3 separate regions of the Mus musculus genome follow, and regions 1 and 2 are each linked to region 3. A link is a contact called in public Micro-C and promoter capture Hi-C data. All regions are on one chromosome and are shown on one strand. Each heading gives the region's core, a stretch centred on a gene start, on an enhancer-like site or on the middle of the called end of the contact. The rest is flanking DNA. Distances are from core to core; before and after follow the strand shown.

Region 1 (3,938 bases), core at 964-3,463, 260 kb after region 3:
AACAGAGCAGAACAGAGCTGGCCCAACGGGATTGCTTCTCTGCTGTCTGCTTCCACCCCTCTTCTTGCCCCCCCATCTTTTAAAGATTTATTTACTTTATGTATCTGAGTACACTGTACTAGGTCTCATTACAGATGGTTGGGAAGCCCTTTCTGCTTCTCTTTAAAGAGGTAATTAAAATGAGGTCATCAGGCGGCTGGTGAGATGGATCGGCGGTTAAACGCACTGACTGTGCTTCCAGAGGATCCTGGTTCAATTCTCAGCATCCACATGGTGGGTTAAAACTGTAACTCTAAGCCGGGCGGTGGTGGCACATGCCTTTAATCCCAGCACTGGGGAGGCAGAGGCAGGCAGATTTCTGAGTTCGAGGCCAGCCTGGTCTACAAAGTGAGTTCCAGGACAGCCAGGGTTATACAGAGAAACCCTGTCTCGAAAAACCAAACAACAACAACAACAACAAAAAACTGTAACTCTAGTTCCAGGGGACTCAACACCATCACACGCACGCAGTCATACATGGAGGAGAAACACCGATGCCTATATAAGGAGAGAGAGAGAGAGAGAGATCATTAATGTAGGTGCTAATCCAATGAGTGACGTCCTTATAAGAGAGCATGGCATAGGCAGAAGTGATAAAAAGAGATTAGGATACAGGCACTCACATACAAAGATGTCCCTTTGAAGGTGGGACCTAGGTAGATGGCTATCTGCAAGCAAAGTGGAGCCTTGGATGAAAGCAGCCCTGACATCTTTATCTTCTACTCGGAGCCTCCAGTATTATGGGAAAAAACATTTCCATTGCATAAACCACTCAGCCTCTTTTATCTTGGAAAATTAACGCAACCTCTAATATATAACTTTTACACTCAACTAAGTCAGACTCTCTATTCTGCAAAAATAAAGTAATACTAAGCACCCAAGCAAACCCCACATAAAACAATCTTTTAAATGCTTTTCCAAATTTCTAGTAACTCAGTGCCTTGTGCAAGTGCTCCATCTCTGAGCTGTATACTCCCACCCGTTCTGCTATAATTCATTTTGACTTTCTTTTCTCAGAAGCTTGAAGCCTATTTCCCTCTTAATTACCCCAATTAATATCATATTCCCAATGATAAAAAGGAGAGCATCCTCCAGTTTGGTTATTAACTCTTGTTTGGTAAGTAACACATCAATACAGTAGTCTCCCTTTTGCTGGAGTTTTGCTTTCCTGTTTCAATTACCCACAGACGATATAGTTCAAAATATTAAGGACTTCCTAAACAGTTAACTCCTCAAGTTTTTAGTTGCCATCTCACTCTGAGTATCATGATGAAAATTTGCTCCATCCTGCTCTGGCCCAGCTGGATACATTTTCTAAACAACCTTATAGTATCCCAGGAGCCACACAGTCAGATCAACTGTTAAGTACGCAGTGCCTGAACTGGGTCCCCTTCAGTTAGTTAAGCCTGATGCGGAGGCTACAACGCCTCCATCAGCACACCCAAATAAGGCAGAAGAAGGCAGGGCTCCGAGAAGGGATGGATTTCATCTCTCCTTTCTTCAGGGGCAGCTTTCCTGATGACGGTTCACCGACTTGGCATGCTAAAGTCGCCCCTCGATCAGAGGGATGTCAAGCTAACTCTGGTTGTGGGGTACCCGCCAGATCGGCGAGGTGGGAAGCAGAGCTTCAAGGACCAGCGAGATGGCTGTTTGGGTCTAGCAGGCGAGGTGTGTATCCCCGACAGGCTGGAGTAAGGAGACTCGGGGAGGTGGTGTCCAGGGCACAAGCAACCTCGTCTGCCTTACGTAGGCTCACGAGCGTCCGTTTTATAACAAGCCACTGCAGAGCCCCGTGAGGCCAGGAGGACGCCGCTGCAATTAAAACCGGATCAGACCCTGGTTTCGTCACGTTTGAATTATGTAAGCTAGAGCAGGGCACCGAACCTCTCCCGAGCCTCTGGGTCGCTTCCCCAGAAGGAAGGATGACAGTCCCCGCCGCGCCGGGCGCACGCGTGTCTGCGGGCGCCTGCCATCGCGCCCTTCGGGGCGTGCGAGCCACGGCCGGAGCGCTCCGGGGCAGCCAGCGGGCGGGCGAGCTGGAGGGAGGCGGCGCCGCGAACTCGCCGCCGGTGCTGGGCCGCGCTCCCCGCGTTTGAAGTCTCCGGCGCGGCCGCTGGTTGGCCGGCGCGGGTCACGTGCGCGCAGGCAGGAGTTTCCCCGACAGCTGGAGGCTGCGTGGGATCCGGCGGCGGCGGCGGCAGCGGCGGCGGCGACGGCGGCGGCGGCGGCTGCAGCTCGCGGCGCGGCCTTCCCCGCCCCCTCGCCTCCGCGCTTCCGCCGGCCCCTCACCCCGGCGCTGACAGACCGGCGCGCGTCGGCAGCGAGCATGGGCGACAAGAAGAGCCCCACCAGGTAGGGCGCCCGCCGGCGGAGCGCCCGCGGCCCGGGGTCCCGTGGCGTGGCGTGGAGCGGCGCGGCGCGGGGCGCGCGCGTGTGTGTGGGGAGAGGGGGTGCGGCGCGGCGCGGCGGGGCGCGCGGCTGCCCACAATGGGCCGCGATGGCGGCCGGGGTCAGCGGCCGCGCTCCCCTCCCCCGCGCGGCGCCGGGCGGGGCGGGGGTCGCGGGCCGGGCGGGGCGGGGCGCGGGGCCGGGCGCGGCCTGCGGCTGACCCCGCGCTGCGTCGTGTCCGGTTGTGTCCTGCAGGCCGAAGCGGCAGCCGAAGCCCGCCTCGGATGAGGGCTACTGGGACTGCAGTGTCTGCACCTTCCGGAACAGCGCCGAGGCCTTCAAGTGCATGATGTGCGATGTGCGGAAGGGCACCTCCACCCGGTGAGTCCGGCGCGCCCGTGGATCCCCCGCGGGGCCCCCCGCGCGACGCGGGACGGCGGGGCGGCCAGCCAGGCGGCGGCCGCGGTGGGGCGCGACCCGGCTGAGCCGCGGCTGGCGGCGAGGGCTCGGTGGCGGCGGCGGTGGCGCCTGCTGCGGAGGATGAATTATCCATGGGGGTCGCCGGCCGCTGCCGTGCCGTGCCGTTCCATGCGTGGCCGGTGCGGTGCCCCCTCCCCAGCCGGGCGCAGAGACCGTGATCGCTGGTCGCATTGTGGTGTTAGTGTGCGGGGAGGGGGCGGGGACGGGGAGCCGGGGCGGGGGAGGGGACGGAGGAAAGGCCGCGATGTCACTCGGTCCCCCTGGGGAAAAAGTATCGCTTGTAGGATCGTAATGGATTAAACTTTCTTAGTAACGGATGTCCGGAAAGGGTCAGGCCAAGGTTTCGCGTCTGGGTTTTTTTTTGTTGTTGTTCTATTTCTGTAATAATTTTTTACAGTTAAGTAGTTGGTTGGGAGGTGAACCCAGCAACGCAGTTTTACTCCAGTGCCTGGATATTTTTACACAAACGAGATGACATGATCTTTGTCTGTTGCCGGCCCTGGATTTGTTGTATGGTAGGCATATAGTATTATAATTGTCTTTCCAAAAAAAAAAAAAAAAACCATTTAAAAGAGTTAAATTTAGGAAATTCGAACTCAGTAGCATTCTTGATCTGTCTCCACTTGGTCATAGTTCCCTTGGGAAGGCCGCCTTTAAATCCACTTCTACAGTGATTTGTAGCAATATTTAAGTAAGGCATTTATTTTGCTGCTATGAAGCCTATTCAAATACAAATGATTACAGAATACGGGGAATTTTCTGTTTGAAACAGAGGGCCTGTATAATTTTGACATTCTAAATAGTCAAAGTTATTTCTAAAAATGATGTATCCTGTTTTTTTTTTAAAAACTCAGTTTATAGAATTTTACTAACATTGTAAGTGTAGAGACATGTCAGGATTTTATTGTTTCTACAATACTGGTTGTTTTTGACATACCTGTCATAAATCTCAATAGGTTTTTACTACGAATTCTCATTTACATTGAATACAATATTTTTAGTATTTCTTGGTGTCTATTAAAAAGCAAGGT
Region 2 (4,049 bases), core at 1,091-3,590, 300 kb before region 3:
ATTATGTTCAAACTTTAATGGCAATTTTTTTCTGGGCACAGGACACTAGACTAGTGATCTTATTTTTGTTAACGCCATTGTCACAGAGAAGTTAGTTGTCAAATTAGCTATTATTCTCCCACAAAGATGTAATAGATAACCTGGGGTATTAATGCTATTTCTGCTACTGCTGCTCTTTCCTACCCATGTAGTGGGAAGGGGAGGGGGCTGAAGAAGTTTGGGCATAAAACTTTAGACTACAAAGTGTTGGTTTAGATCGATCTTATTTCAACTTGCCTGGAATATTTCGGACTTCATGCTTCTAAGAATTCAGACCTAATCTTCAAATACTACATCTTCGAATTATCTCTGTTCTTCACCTAGAAGTTCACCTATGCAAGCGCTGCACTGCCTCTGACTCTGTCCTGGTTCTTGGTTTCTCCTTTATACTATAGCATCTCTTTCTCTCGCTGCATTCTTCATTTCTTCAGAGGTTTTCCTGATCATTAATACTTCCTAGTCACTAATTCTCTCTTCAGCTTTGTCTAAGTGACTACAATTCACTGTCCTTTTAATTTCGATCGCTATAATTTCAGTGATTATTTTAAGTCCATTCACTCTTTTAGGTCCTTTGTCTTGTGTAGCCTCCCCACCCCCAGCCTGGAACCTGCTGGCTCAGGGGTGGAGTTTCCTGCTCATTCGTTCTGCCACGCCCACTGCTGGACAGTGCCGCTTTGCTGCTTGGAGCCACACACTTGTTCACCCTGCTACTGGACCCCAAGACCAGTTGGCGAGAATCGGGTTCCCTCCCCCTTCCTTTATAACTGAATGTCAGAACTAGTAAAATTGAGCTTTGAACAGGATGAACTTGTCTTGGCTCCATTTCTTCTTTCTCCACGTCTAGTTCCTCCCTTAGCTCGAGTGGCCATCTCAGTCGAACCGTTCACATTGCGAGCTGCTGGCCGGCCGCAACAGTCTTGCATTATATTCATAGTTCAAATGTTCTATATGTTTTGAAATGAGTTGCCTATATTAATGTGGGCTAGGAAACTTGGTAAGGTAGAGTGGGTTTGAGACCCCGGAAACTCAGTTACACAGTCTAGACTGTGGGTACCCCGATACTCCCTGCCAGATTCCTAGCCTGGAACACTGCTCATGCCACACTCCCTACATAGGCCACGTAGCCCAAAACAGGGTCCTCCATGCTAATGAGGTACCTAGAAGCCCCGAGGGTTTAGCCAAGAAGCATCTCTTCACAGATATCCCTGCTTGCAAAAGGTATTTAAACTCTGACCCACCCTGAGAAATGGGTACACATCCAATTTGCAACAACCAATAAACAGTTTGGAAGCAAGGATTGTCTCTTTCATCTACCATTGTCATCAGGAATATGGAGAAGGCCTTCACCTACAGAGCTGAACCACCTAAGTCTCCCATAGAAGGCCTCTGTGTGCTTCTAGACAACCATTGCTACCTTTGCTGATGAGCTAAGCCAAGAACTTCCAGCCCCAGCCCCAGGCCATTCTCAGCCTGAGGGGCCCCAAACGTTCCAGTCTCAGGCCAGTGGGCCCCCAACACTTTGCTCAGACTTCTCTGTGCAGTTTTCTAGCAGCACATCAGACTGGACTGATACAACTGGGCAAGCTATGAGAGGTACATCACTCCTTCTGTGACCTCTGTCTCGCTTCCTGCTCTGATTCCCCTCAATAATGGACTGTCATCTGTGAAGCGAATCAAACCCTTCAGCCCTCCAATTGTGCTTGGTCATATTTGCTCACAGCAGTAAACACCTAAAGAGGACAGGTAGCCACCTGTAATGCCACCACTTGGTAAGCGGATACATGGTACCTCTAGATTAAGCTGGCTGTCTAGAGTAGCCAGAGTTGGCAAGCTCCAGGTTCAGTGAGAGACCTTGCCTCAGAAAATAAGTTGAACAGTGATATAGAAAGATACTCAATATCAACTTCAGTCTTCCACAAGCACGGAGCCCTCCTACACACGCATGTGCTTATACACACATGAGCACACAGACATACATGTGTGCATCGCACATATATGTACATGTGCAGACAAAACTTTTAAGGACCTAGAGCAGACGTCATAAGCTATTTGAGTGATTCACCATTATACTTTCCTCCCACAGAGGCCACTGGATCTCTAGAGGGAAGGTTCTCTCTTGTTCAATTGTCTCTCCTGTGGCTACAGAACAAGGCTTTCCCTAAAGTGGATTCTCCAGAAATACATGCCTTAGGAGCCGGCCTCTACCTGTACTTACACAAAAGGCTTCTTTAGTGTGAGACTGGTGTGTTGCAACATGTCTGTAGTCTTCCTCCTTCCCCACTGGATTAGGCCTCTTCTAGGTGGGAGGGAGGAGTTGCTCGGCTGACTTTGTGTTCTCAGAACTTAGTTTCCAACTTGGCTTGTAACAAGCAAAAAAATACACAATTGACTCAAACGAGTCAGATCATCACTGCAGAAGACTGGAGTCCAAGGCTGGGGAAGTCAGCCTTTCTCATTTCAAGACCAGCATTGGATCCGGGCTTCTGGGGAGACAGACTCACCTGCTTACGCTGAAGCAATGGGAACCTAGAGCTGGCTTGGTGGACAAGACCTGGTGTCTTTTTGGAGAGTTTTAACTGAAGGTCCAGAGTAGGAGAGGGAATACATTTTTGCTTTCCTTGTGCAAAAATCAGAACCATTTCTTCCTGCTGCAGACTCTGATGAATAACTCAAAAGGAAAAACTAATCCCTCTGTCATCCATTTATTTTAAGGAAAACAGATGTGAAATACTTTCAAATCTCTGGTTTTTCTAAGCTTTGTAAATGAGCTTAGATCGGCAGCCTTGAAATAGTAGCATATGTGGTAGAGCAATGCTTTCCTATAAAATTCCATAAATAAGCGTTTGAATATGGCCTCCGGTATATTTTGGGGAGAGACATCCCTAAATTAAGATTCCCAAGCTTCTTGATATACTACTTCTGGGGGTCATTTCAGCTCTGCACTCTTGGCAGAGGTCTCCCATGCCTGGGTCAGCTGACCTACGGGTGAGTGACACTCGGAGAACCTGTCAGCCAGGATGCAGGCCACTCCCTTCTCTGCACAGCAACTTGGGCAAAGAGCTCCAGATGCGGCGGCCTGTGCGTGCCACACATGTGCCTCACTGCACTCAGAAAACTTCCCTCTACCTGTTGGCCACCCTTGTTGGGTGCTTTGCCACCCTTGGCTTTTTATTCTGCCGTGATTTTCAAAAGTTCCGTTACAGAGCCTGACTTAACTCTTACCTGTTGCTCAGTGATTCTCTACGGAAACAGAAATAATCCTTCATCCTCCCTCAGTTGCCAAAGTGAGTCTGTGCTGCGTGTGCTGCGTGTGTGTGTGTGTGTGTGTGTGAGTATGTATGTGTGTGAGTATATGTGTGTGTGAGTATGTGTGTGAGGGTGTGTGTGTATGTGTGTATATGAGTGTGAGTGTGTGTATGAGTGTGTGTGTATGTGTGTATGTATGTGTGTGTATGTACGTGTATGTGAGTGTATGTATGTGTGTGAGAGTGTGTGCGTGAGAGTGAGTAAGTATGCATGTGTGTGAGTGTATGTATGTATTTGTTTGTGTAAGTATGTGTGTGTGTATGTATGTATTAGTATGTGTGAGTATGTGTGTGTGAGAGAGTGAGCTTGTGTGTATGTGTATGAGTGTATGTATGTATTTGTGTGTGTATGAGTGTGTGTGTGTGTGTGTGTGTACTCTAAGTTCAATGTATCTGACACCCTTTTCTGTTACCTCCACAACATCTGCATACATGTCCATATAATGCCCCAACACATACACACACACAATGAATCGTAACGCATCTTTTTTTAAACTACAAAGGTAAAGTGACTAATAATTTTTTTCTAAAATTCATATGGATTGCCAAAACCATAGAAACATATAAACTCTGCTCTATAAAGCCAGAATGGATGGGCGATAGGAAAAAAACATAATTTCAAACAGCAATGGTTATATGTTAATCTTTCTAACATACTCTCAAGCACTCCCTCCTTAAAGTGGTGTGTCCGTATTCTTAGATCAT
Region 3 (3,777 bases), core at 1,228-3,727:
GCAATAAATGCTCCTGACTGCAGAGCCATCTATATAGTCCTAATACACTAAACTTCAAAACGGTCTCCTACTTTTCTTATGCCAGGCATAGTGGCGTGCGCCCGTACCCATAGTGACTCGGGAGGCTGAGAGATGATCTCAGGTTCTTCAAAGCCAGCCCGTGCAACCTTTAAAATAGGAAAGTTTTGCTCAGTTGCCTAGAAAGCAAGAGGCCCTGTGTTTGGTCCCTAGTACTGACAAAAGGGTGCCTTTTTTCTAATTTGTGGGGTTTTGCATGGGGGCAGGAGTAAGGGAAGATGAGTGAGAAAAGAAGTGATCTAGAGACGTCATCCATAAAGTCTGCAGGCTAATAGCCCAGGAATTGGATAGTTCTCGGACTTGGGTATCATCCTCTTTACCAAGGAGGAACTTAGGGTCATTGATGCTAATGACACCCCTTTAGACTCCGTTTGGTAAATGATGGGGCTTAGGATGTAAAATCAGTTTACTCTCATCTCAGACCATCCCTTGGACTGCCCAAGTCATTTCTTGAGCATCTTGCTTTGAAAAGCAAGTGTTGGCTACAAAGATGTTTGTTTCTAGTACATTGTTTCTAGTACAGAGGTCACCACTTCTTGAGAGGATCCTCGTGCATGATGTGTTTGCACCACATCTCATAATCGATGCTCAGTTTTAAGGAGAGCTTCTGGGATATAACAGCTGCAAGCCCTCTGCAACCACACTCATGTCATACTATAACATACAGAACACGTTCTCCTTTTAATAGGGAGGTCCAAGTGCAGGCTACACAGTATAGCCTTTCCTCTAGCTTCTCCTACCCTACTCTGCCGCAGAAGGGAGGAGACTGTGTTGATAAACCCACTACATCGCTCAATTTTTAATTTTTGAAAACCCAATGTACTTTGAAGTTTTAAGGGGGAAAAAACATAGAAATCCAAGACGTTAATAAAGACAGTAGAATTCGCCCTTTAAAAGTACTAATTTTCCACTATGTCTAGACATGAAATGAGTCAATTTTTTGCCGGTTTTCTCCGGCAGAAAGGTTAGTTAGTATCTCCATGCTTATAGCTTAAAAGAAGTATTTGTACGGACAAGATGAAGAGATACAACTTTAAAGGCCAAGGCCAAGGAAATGCTGAGGAGCGAAAAGGCTTGGGTCACGAGGGAGAGGGTTTCAATAGCAGCAGCCTGTGCCAGTCAGTAGCATCCAGGATGTTAACCGACTGAGGAGTAAGAGGTGAGGAAAACAGACTCTAGCTTTGGAGCTCCCTCGTTTGACTTTAGTTATCGTCACTTTACATCTTCGTAATCCATTGGCTTCATTTTTAACGAAGCTCTCTTTGCTTCGCCACCAAAGAAATGGAAAATGCTTGCTACCAGAGAAAGTCCTAAAATGGTCGGTCAGCTTTGGTTATCCTCAAAGAGATACAAATCCATCAATCAAGGTCATCCTCTCTACTCGCAACACTCAAAGCCTTCTCGTCCTGGAGGATGCTTCTTTCAGCATCTTGGAAGGTTTAGAAGACATAGGGAGGTCCACAAAGGTCCAGCTTTGTAGGGACACATGTCAAGTTGTCATTACCAGCTGCAGTGGGCTCTGCCCTCTGAGATATGGGATCATAGTGTCCATTCCACAGATCCGGGAGTAGAGAAGGTAAGAGGATAAGGTTTAAGGGGCCCTGCAAATGTCAGGGCAGAACTTTGAAACAGCCAGAGTCCCTGTTGACCGTGGGCGACTGAGCCTGACAGCCCAGCCCAGCCCAGCCCTGGGAACCGGGTACAGTGAAAACACGGAGAGTGGCTTGGTCAATGAAAAATTATCCTCATGGTGGAATGAAGGCTTTGGACCCTGCATCTAGTGCACCCTGCTAACTTGGTCCTGGCCCCAGACACCGCGGTCCTCGAGGGTCCTCAGCTGTAACCCTCAGGCTTTTTCCTTGAAACGATCACTTTGGCCTTCCTGATCTGAAATCTCACCCCTTGGCTGTGGAGCTGACTTAAGTAAGGCCAGTCTGGGGAATTACACAAAATAGGATCGAGTCCAGGTGGGTTTATCAGAGGCGAGAGCTCCGGAAGGAATTCAGAGTTTAATTAACTCGTGCCCTCTGTACACGCCCCCAAAGGAAAGGGAACCCTAATAGGGACCCCATCAAAGTGTTTGATCAGAGGAAATTGGGTTCGCCTTTTCCTCTCCTTCACCTTTCCTATCTGGCAATCAATCCATCTGGATTATTGGCTGAACCTGGGCAACAGCATTAAAAAGGGCACAGAATCGGAGGCGGGGCGGGGCGGAGACTGGCGGGCCTGCAGACCGCAGCCCGGCCGGTGCTGCCTCGCGGGAGGGATCGCGGCCCCGCACTGTGCGCGTGGGCGCGCAGAGCCGCCTGGATCCCCTGCGTCCGCGCTCCGGGATTTCGCTGGCGCCGGCGCGACGGCCGGGGGCGGGTGCTCTGCAGCGGCCGGGACTGGAGCGCGCACTCCGCCTGCAGCCGAGCAGCGGCCCGGGAGCCGCCACCACCTTGCAAGCCCCGCGCCGCCTGCGCTGACCTGGACCGCGCGGCCGCAGCGCTACGGGCCCGGCTGCGGACGCTCCCGGGGCTGCGCACGCGGGAGCGCGCCTGACGCGGAGGACCGCAGCTCTCAACGCCACCGCCGAGGACCGCGCGGCCGCCTCTCGCGCGTGGGGTGAGTGGCGAGGGGCGCCGCGGCTCGGGCCGCGTTGTCACGGCGCGGGGTGGGACGTCCGGCGGTTTGGGAGCGCGGGGACCGCACGAGAAGAGCTGCTGGGCTGTGGCTGCCTAGAGGCTGGGCACACGGCCCCCTCGTGCTGCGTGGCAGCCAGGTTCCCCCTGCGCCGAGGCCAGCTGCATGGCCCGGAGCCCGGCCACGCGAGATCGGGGAGGCGAGGGTGAGTGGCTGAGGATCGCCTGTCACCTACTGGCGTCGGCGGGGAGACTAGGCGCCTAGCGTGCCCGGGAAGGGCTGCCTGCCCTGGAGAGGCAGCCGCAGCCTGCCCTCGGTGGAGACCCCTGCTCTGCACGCAGCTCGCCCGTGGGAGAGGAGGGGAGCCGCGACGTCCTCCCTTCTGGCAGAAAAAGTTGAAGAAACTAGGTCTGTTAATAATTAGCAGGAGCGGGACTCGGGATGCAGCAGAAAGCTGTTGAGTTTTCATTGCCCTCTAAGAAAAACAAACGGCATCGCCAACGACTATTGGCAGGGCCGTGTTATTTTTGGGACTTTGGGAAAATTGTCCACAGATTGCGTTCGGGAGACTGAAGACGGGGGGTGTACCCGGGAGGTCGTGGGGACGGCTGGCACAGCTTTGAGTCCCAGCCCGCCCCTGTAGGACTCAGAGTCTTAAGCCTGACGCACTTGGTTCCTGGTTTTAAAACGTGTCAGAGGCAGAACTGCAGCCAGGATCAAGGAGAAGAACGCACCGCGAACCGGCCTAAAAGGAGCATGTGTAAAAATCGCTGGCGGAGCCCAAGTGCACTTGTGCTGTTTAAAAAAAAAAAAAAAAAAAAAAAAAAAAAAAAAAAAAAAAAAAAAAAAAAAGAATGTTGCATTTGTGGCTTTTAGGGTAGGTTTTATGAATGACAAATTATACTTGATGAAATTGTATCTCCTATCTGTCCCTGAACAGTTCTGTCTGCCGCCTGGTTTTAATCAGCGCTTTGGGAAGGCAGTGTCTGCGCTGATGTTATATAATTGACATGGTTCGCCATCAGATATTTTTAATGTACTTTCGGACGAAAGAAACTTCATCTGTCTCTTCAG

What was found. Promoter capture Hi-C pulls out the DNA fragments that hold promoters and counts their contacts. A called contact is a pair of places that touch in the nucleus more often than the background predicts.
Region 1: a contact with region 3 is called in a Micro-C map of embryonic stem cells, with 5 times the contacts expected there. The contact joins the promoter of Yaf2 here to the promoter of Prickle1 in region 3. A contact is called at or near these places in 3 of 39 promoter capture datasets (embryonic stem cells, hippocampal neurons and liver), 14 of 484 Hi-C or Micro-C datasets (CD4 T cells, CD8 T cells, cerebral cortex and 8 more), 6 of 115 datasets of contacts at active chromatin or transcription factors (embryonic stem cells, extraembryonic endoderm stem cells, stem cell-derived neural progenitor cells and 1 more) and 1 of 9 other capture datasets (adipose tissue).
Region 2: a promoter capture Hi-C map of hippocampal neurons shows a contact between it and region 3, with 6 times the contacts expected there. The contact joins the enhancer-like site here to the promoter of Prickle1 in region 3. A contact is called at or near these places in 11 of 39 promoter capture datasets (the 3T3-L1 cell line, 3T3-L1-derived adipocytes, cranial neural crest and 8 more), 1 of 15 datasets of contacts at CTCF or cohesin (the NIH/3T3 cell line), 5 of 484 Hi-C or Micro-C datasets (the P5424 cell line, cerebral cortex, embryonic fibroblasts and 2 more), 13 of 115 datasets of contacts at active chromatin or transcription factors (the NIH/3T3 cell line, the SCID.adh cell line, T-cell acute lymphoblastic leukemia and 10 more) and 1 of 9 other capture datasets (embryonic stem cells).

The regions. Positions count from the first base shown.
Region 1 is chr15:93,335,210-93,339,147 of GRCm38.p6, reverse strand. Yaf2 (YY1 associated factor 2) reads left to right here and starts at 2,213. Exons shown (of 4, transcript NM_024189.6): 1 at 2,213-2,391; 2 at 2,683-2,808. The coding sequence starts at 2,366.
Region 2 is chr15:93,895,457-93,899,505 of GRCm38.p6, reverse strand. No RefSeq gene overlaps it. Among named protein-coding and RNA genes, the nearest start is that of 9430014N10Rik, 30 kb to the left of the region's middle. Within about 2 kb of position 2,340, at least 8 of the 459 cell types and tissues checked have an H3K27ac peak or open chromatin away from gene starts, as enhancers often do.
Region 3 is chr15:93,594,602-93,598,378 of GRCm38.p6, reverse strand. Prickle1 (prickle planar cell polarity protein 1) reads left to right here and starts at 2,477. Exons shown (of 8, transcript NM_001033217.5): 1 at 2,477-2,685.